Regions from separate parts of the Drosophila melanogaster genome. Here region 1 is linked to region 2. A link is a contact called in public HiChIP or PLAC-seq data. All regions are on one chromosome and are shown on one strand. The core of a region is the stretch at or near the end of the contact, and the rest is flanking DNA. Distances in the headings are between cores, read along the strand shown. Region 1 holds the start of Tmtc1 (Transmembrane O-mannosyltransferase targeting cadherins 1). Region 2 holds the start of CG9967.

Region 1 (4,050 bases), core at 559-3,058, 320 kb after region 2:
CATGTCCCGATCTAGGGGTCCCAGGATCCCGTCCAAATGCGAATGCTTACATAAAAATCAGATGGCTATGGCCTGGCCCAGTCGTTCATTAGAGTCGTAATGTCCCTCGCTTCTAGCCATCAAATCCTTTCCACAACAATGGTATTTTATAGTTCATTCCTGGCCATAAGAGCAACGAATTCCGGATGTTTCGTAAGTATCTCCCTATTCAATAGATTACATCTGAGTCTTTGATTTTTTATTAATATCTTTTCACTTAATTTCTATCAATATTTTGTGACTTTGCGGTAACTTGACCTAGGTCAGACTGTCCACTCACTATCCTGATTTCAATTTACGTTTTTAGCTTCCAAATACTCCCACAAGCAAGTATAAAAATTGCCACAATTTTTTGCTCTCGCTCTAAAAATGTCACCATCTGGGGGATAAGGGTCCTTCAATCCTCCGTCCACTTGCCACCAATGCCCGAGATTGTAATGTGACTGTCGCTGGCAGCGCCACCCGCCACCCACCACCCACCAAATACCAACGCCCCACCCACCAGCCTGGATGGCATTTCATTGTTGTGCTTTTCTTTTCCCATTTTATTTATATAATGTGTCTCGAATGTGTGTCTGCGGGTGTGTGAGAGTTTTTCTATCAAAGCGCAGGAAACACGTGCGGGTAAAACATTTTTCAAGCTTTTAGCGCTGCATACAAATCAACCCCGAAAAAACAAAAAAAAAACAAAAAAAACCCCATTCACAATAATTTGTTGAACTTCATAAGAGCCAGCGCTTTGGGTTAGTCGGATCGGATGAGTTGGGTGGTTGGGTGGTTTGGGTGGTTCAGTTTCCAGCCAGCTGTTGCATTATGTAAAATACAAGTGTAATATATCTGAGAATGCGGGAAAATTGAAAACTCAAAACGCCAGGCGAACAGCACTGACGACTGTTGTCGGCATGTGAAATCGTAGTTTCGCTTTGGTTTTTTGCCAGACTAATTGGGTTTCATTTCATATAATTCAAGGCACTTACTTATCAAACTTCATTTCCGTCTTCCTCAGGCTGTAAGCTGCATATGCCAGTGTGCCCATTAAAATGCCACAAATGCAAATTAATTTAATTGAATCCAATTTGGTATTCGCATTATCTTTTTCATTGTTCCCTCAACTTTACAACTGCAATTGCGTGGGGCTGGAGATTATGTGGGCTGGATTAACCACACGCTGGGAACTATTTTGTAATCCAGATTTATAAATTTATGCTAATGTGCGGTCTTAAGCGAATAAACCTTTATTCAAATCTGAAAGCTTATTAGCAAGCCTGGCGAAATTGCTCTAAAATGTGCTTAGTCTGTGATTTAAAGGATTTGAAGACAGCAAGAATAATTGTGGTCAGTCAACGAATTAAATGGTAAAAAGCTGTAAAATGGTTTATACCATTTTTACCATAATAAGAATGTTCTTTCTATTCCTTGAAAAAAAATTATTTATTATTAATTTTAAGTTTAAAGTACGTGAAATCATTTCATAAATAACAGCGGATTAGCAGCCCTCGTTTAAATTGTTAACAGAATTATAGCAAGAGGGGACTTTCTGTTAAGATAGCGGATAAAAAGTGGCTAACTATCTAAAAGAGAAAAATGTCGAAAGTGTATGGGTAGAATTGAAAGTGAGAAACTCACCTCTGTTGGTTAGCAGCACAATAACAGTGAATAAACGCGCTTCTGCGCAGTGCATTATCCGGTGCTCCGTGGGGTGTGGTGGATGGGGGTGGGTTCGTTCGTTGCCGCTCGGGTCACTCGCTACTGCCGCTGCTGGTGAATTTAGTCTGCCTGCTGCACTCGAATCGCGTGGTGTGGACGACGCCACGTTATCGGTTTTCGCCGGCTTGCTGCCCAAAAATCACGAGTTTACGAGTTCGGGGGGTGGCAATTCCACCCAGTCTGAAACTGCAAAACGGTCTATGCCAATGCCAATGTGTGCAGAACATGCTGCAACATAAATTAAATCGAATTAAATCCGCACAAGATGCACACTAAAGTGAAAATATTGCAATAATTCGCCTAGCTTGTGTGCTGCACATTTCCGCTTTTCCGGCCTTAACTTATGCCGCATTTCAAGTTCGAAACGGAAAGTAAATGAACTGAAGGTAAGGCGCTGCACTCACATGGAAATCAATACGAAATTGGTCGGTCCTATTCTGTAACACAATTCTGTGAAAACGTAATTAAATTACAACAGATGAGTTCGTAAATATCTCAATTTATTGCCACCTTTCGGGGGAAGTGAACCATATTTCACACGGTCCATAAGGCAAGTTTAAAGTTAAAGCTCGGTGACTTTCTCTTCGCACATCCTGCGGAATACGAAATGGGATTTTAAAGTCGAGGGCAGTGTTTAATTTATGGCACAAATAGCCAGGCATGCACATCTATACGTACGTAAGGAATAACACGGAATGCCATTGGATATGCGCATCATAAACAACGTCCAGCACCGGAACAGACAGCATATTAAAAATGTGACTATAACCTTGGCTTCCAAACAAGCTGGCTATCTTGGCACCCATTCCGCCAGCACTTTCGCTCCCACTCCCACTCCCGAATCCTGGAAACCGCACCAAGGCCACAGCCAGCACGGGCATTGCACCACCACCGCAGCCAGTGGTGCCCGGCTATCGATGCATCAGAATTCGCACCACAGCTTAAATCCGGCCATTAACTCATTTCCTTAAATTAAGAGGATGTAGGAATAGATATTTCTGAACCAGTAAAATCTTATTTTAATTCAGTTTAGGTAGTGTTATGGCTATTTAATTTGATATTAAAATAGTTAAATTTGGCGTGAAATCAGTGGAGTTAGCACCACTGTCGGAGGACCTCCTTCTTGGCAATTCCTTTCACTACGCTCTGGTTGCTGGTTGCTGTTTGTTATTTGTTATTTTTACTGTACACATGACAATAACGCCGGCAGCAGGCATAGCTCCAGCAACCCCAGCTTCCCCGGAACTGTAATGCATCCGTGATGGAGGAGGACGAGGCGGGCAGATCGAGCAGCCAGCCCATCTGAATCCTTTCCAGCTCGGCCAGCTCGGGGCTTGTGCAATAGTTTCAAGTGGCCGGGCAACTTTTTCCATTATGAATGGTGCGGTTGCGCTTTTTTCCATCCATTATTTACGAGTTTTGAGTGCAAACTTGTTTCGCCAGCAAACAAGTGGCGGCCAGAGGATTAGAACACTCGCTCGACCGCTTTGCAGCGGAGTGGGTTTCCGAAGGGGAGTCCTGGCACTAAGTGCTAAAGTTGCTGCCATAAGCCAAAGACAAAGCCACTCCTCATTCGAAGGGGGCCAACCGGATATTGTTTGAATCGCAGAACCAATTCAGATGCCCCTCAATTACTCGTCTTACCATATTCATGGCACACTTTATGCTGATTTTCCAGAGTCCTTTGGCACTCCGTTCCCATTTCGATGGTACGTGTAGTTATGGTACTTTGTTAGTTTCCAAGTGATTTCTACAGTCTAAATAGCAACAATTTCTGTGTTGTTCTATATGCCATAAGGAGCGGCAAAGTTTTTCGCTACCGATACGAGTGTGATGAACTTTTATGTTCGCCGCTTGTTTCTCGTGGACTGAAATTTTGATAAAAAGTTTCGAACATGTCTGGTTCTGGTGGTGGTTCGATGCATTAATGCGTGTGCATAATTTTCAAAATCACTTGAGTATTTTGCGAAACAAAGTCAGAAGTTTCGCCAACTTGTTTCACGCACTTGCAGGCACTGCACCGCCCACCAACCAACGCCTCCCAGCCACCCAGCTACCCAATATCAGAGGCTAGGCCGTCGCAATCTGCCGCCATACACAAGTTCTCTCGTGCGGAGAGAGAATGTTCTGCATTCTCTGACATTGATAAATGATTTCCCATCCCCCCACCCCCTAAAAAGTTTAGCAGAAGAAAACCCAAAACAACAAACGGGCCAACGGGGCGGATGGGCAATGCTGCTTGCAAAATGCATTCATGGCAGCAAAATTGTTGTTGCTCACTAAACCGTGAACGGAGAAATTCGT
Region 2 (3,558 bases), core at 957-3,456:
TGACGGCAGCAGAAAATAACCATTAACAGCAGCATTTGGATTCTGGATGGTTCAGTGCACAGCGGGGTCAGGAAGTTGGTTGGCCAAAAAAAGTAACACAAAAATTAGCGCTCTGTGATTCACAACGATGGCAATAAAGAGCACTATAATCAGAATGGGGATAGAGTTGGGGCATAATTAAGACTGGCCATGATTCAAAGTTGAATGCTCTCGTTTTTTTTCAATTTAATATGCATAATATGCAAAAATAAAGTTCAAAGTTCTAACCTATTAGCTCAAACAGAAAATACTCCTTGTAACTTTCAGCGCCAATTTCAATTATCCAATCAGTAATTTCAAACTTTTATTATCCCCTCACACTGCAACATTATTCAAAATTATAATGACACCAAGCGAAACATTAATCAACCATCTGCGAAACAAGCTTTTGATTATACGAAATCGGCAGATGCGTTTTTGCTATTTCTTTATCCATCGAATGTTTTATGTGGAGATTCATCCAGCTGTCTGCCTTTCACTTATTAGCAAATTGTGAATTAACATGCCACACAAGCAAGTTGAAGTTGAAATTGAAGAAATGCAAGTCGGTGAAGGGAAAATGGAGAGAAAATAGGAATACGAGGAAAAGCCTGAGCTATATCCATGAAAATCAAGAACTCAGGGAAAGCGAACAGGTGATAGACAAAATGATAAAAGGGGGTGAAGAAACTGTAGGGAAAAGTGTATAGAAAATTAATAACCGCGCGATAATAAAGATTAATGTGTGCTTCGAGTTCTAGAACCTGATGAAGAACGTGATGATTCATAGGCAGAAAAAACTGGAAAGTGAGTGAAGTTGAAGAAAACGCTGACAAATGGGAGAAGTGAGCACTGTGCAACTAGAAAAAGGCAACAAAAGATCAAATTGAACATTTGATAAATATCATTCTGTTGTTTTCTTAGTAATTAAATATACAACTCGTTGTGAGTTCTTTGGATTGGGCCAAAAGCGCTTTTCTTGTCAAAGAACAGGTACTTGGTAGTGCATTAGAAAACGGTTTGAGTTTGATAAACGAGATCAGGGTCTGCAGATGAAGATTCAGATTAAGATTCAGATACATAAAGTGAAACAAAAGACGGCGACGAAGAGGAACAATGCAGCTGCAGCGGCAAGCTGATGCTGTAATTTAATTATGTGCCGCATGCAATATGTTTAATGCAACGCCATTCGACTTCAACTTCCCCATTTCCCTCCCCGCGGCAGTATTATGTATGTCTTATGACTCTTTCGGATTTTTCTAGCCATGAGCAAGCCGACGACGCCGAGCTTCCGTGGCAACAGTTACCTGATCTTGCCGCCGCCGCGAATTCCGATGAAAGACAAGCGGCGGGGACCCTCCCTGTACGTCCGCCCCCGCGAAGCCATCCAAGTCTCGCTGAACTTCTCCACCATCGAACCGGACGGACTGCTCCTGTGGAGCGAGCACGAGAGGAGCAAGTTCCTCGGCCTGGGCCTGGAGGCGGGCCACCTCAAGCTGGCCAGCAACCTCCTGGGCAGCACCAACGACACGGTCCGTGCTCCGGCCAGCGGATTCATAGCCGACGGAGCCTGGCACTGGACCAGCGTCCTGCTGGACCGGTCCAGGCTGGAGCTGCAGCTGGACGGCGAGGTGATCTTCACGGAGCGATTGCCCGAGGGCGGACGGTCACTGGGCTCGACCACGCCGAGAAGCACTCTGGCGGGCAGGCGCAAGAATTCGAGCAAGGAGCCAACAATTAGCTACGAGGATGTCTTCTACTTGGGTGAGTCTATTTATTTATGACCTTTATAATATTATCAAACAGGTGTAGCTTGCAAAATCTTGCCCATTATGTGATATTATGTGATCCTAAGCCCATTACAGCGTTGTATTAATTATGACATAAACTTATAATGATGATCGACTTACCGGTTTTATAGTTTTATAGTTTACCACCGATCCGAAGACTTTTATTAGCGTATCTTGTTCACATGCACTTTAAACAAACAATTGCACAATTAAGAGACATTCAGTTCACTTTAGCTGGTTCGGTTGATTCGGTTCTTGAGAAGGGAAAACCCGGAGCACAACGATCCAGGTCTCTTTGATACCATTTGGCCAAAGCTGGTTAGCTACAACTAACTTTTCGAACTTCGATTTCAATCGCAAGTTGTTTTTGATTCGCGATCCGAATAAACACTGATTTTAACTGGGCTGCCAACTCGTTTGCTTTGGGCGGCTGTTGGTTCGATAGGTATTTAAGCCATATCAGCTGTTCATAAATTAATAGATACACTGACTATTATTACTTAATTAAATACCCTAATATATAAATTCCTTACCTTTCATTTAAATTCAAAATGAAATTTAGCATTAAAAGCTTGAGCGAATTGTTCATCTTTTATTAAACATGAATCTATGCTGTTAAGCGGCAGCTAACAGACTGCTGTTAACTGCCACTTTTACACCTTGTCCAGCACTAGCACAAATTCAAATTCAAGTTCAAATTGACAAATGCTCTATTCTTTGCATCCCAAACAGGCGGCTTTCCCAACTCGGACTCGGTGAGCAGGCGCACAAAGGGTCGCTTCTTCGATCCCTTCAAGGGCTGCCTGCAGGATATCCAGTTCGGAGCCGAGCCCACAGCGATTATCAGCGACTTCTCGACGTACCAGGGCGAGAACATTGGATCCTGTGATCTGCACGGCGATGAGCCGCTTACTGTATAGGAAACGAAATCAAAGGAAAGGACAAAGTCGGAGTAACAAGTCTATGGAACACTTTGATCGATCTGGACTTTCAGGACTCGCAAACTTCTTGGGAATCTAATTGACGATAGAGAGAACACTACTTGTAAGCTAAGTGATAAGCGAGTTTATATGGAAAGCAGGCGAATGGGGAGCCTCCTTCGCCGGAATCAATATATACACACAGTTTTTGGGCAAAGCTATCGATAGAAGATGACAGACGAATAAGACGAGAAATGAACGTAATTTTGTAAATTTTATAGAAATAAATGAAAAACGAAAAAAAGACAATGTTTAGACTTAAACCGTGGAAACAAATGACAAATTAACTGGTTTATCAAAACAATACCAAGAGCAAAACTAAGACAAAATTTTAGATTAGGAGATAAATCTAGAAAATACCGATACCAGATACAGATATTAACTTCTCTTACGTAAGTGATATTTCATGTGGAATAACGATTATGGACGAAGGATCCAAAAAGCAACTTAACTTATCACTATGTATATTGTTTTTGTTGATCCAGCCTTTTGTTATGCAATCGTTAGCATTTGTGTTATAACTCGAAATCTCTCCTTATATCTTCAACTTTCTAAACTAAGACTACAAAACTGCCCTCGCTTCTGTCATTCTAAGTTTTTCAAATTATTAAACCTAATTTAGCTAGTTGGATATTCGAATCCTTGTTATCCCTGTACGTTAAATAGCATAAACACTCCTGATTGAAGCCATTTAGTTGCCTTGTAGTAAGTTAGCGTATACTCTCTATAATTTATCTTGAACTAACTCAATTCGAAGTCGACTAATCTAA

The links. HiChIP or PLAC-seq counts read pairs in DNA pulled down with a chosen protein or histone mark.
Region 1: an H3K27ac HiChIP or PLAC-seq map of the Kc167 cell line shows a contact between it and region 2, with 3 times the contacts expected there. The contact joins the promoter of Tmtc1 here to the promoter of CG9967 in region 2. A contact is called at or near these places in 2 of 107 Hi-C or Micro-C datasets (the S2 cell line and embryo) and 1 of 6 datasets of contacts at active chromatin or transcription factors (the Kc167 cell line).

What each region holds. Positions count from the first base shown.
Region 1 is chr2L:2,675,926-2,679,975 of dm6, forward strand. Tmtc1 (Transmembrane O-mannosyltransferase targeting cadherins 1) reads left to right here and starts at 1,809. Exons shown (of 8, transcript NM_205893.3): 1 at 1,809-2,132.
Region 2 is chr2L:2,355,150-2,358,707 of dm6, forward strand. CG9967 reads right to left here and starts at 2,207. Exons shown (of 6, transcript NM_001272994.1): 1 at 1,929-2,207. It overlaps eys (eyes shut), which reads left to right. Exons shown (of 14, transcript NM_001032399.3): 13 at 1,282-1,782; 14 at 2,541-3,558. The coding sequence ends at 2,728.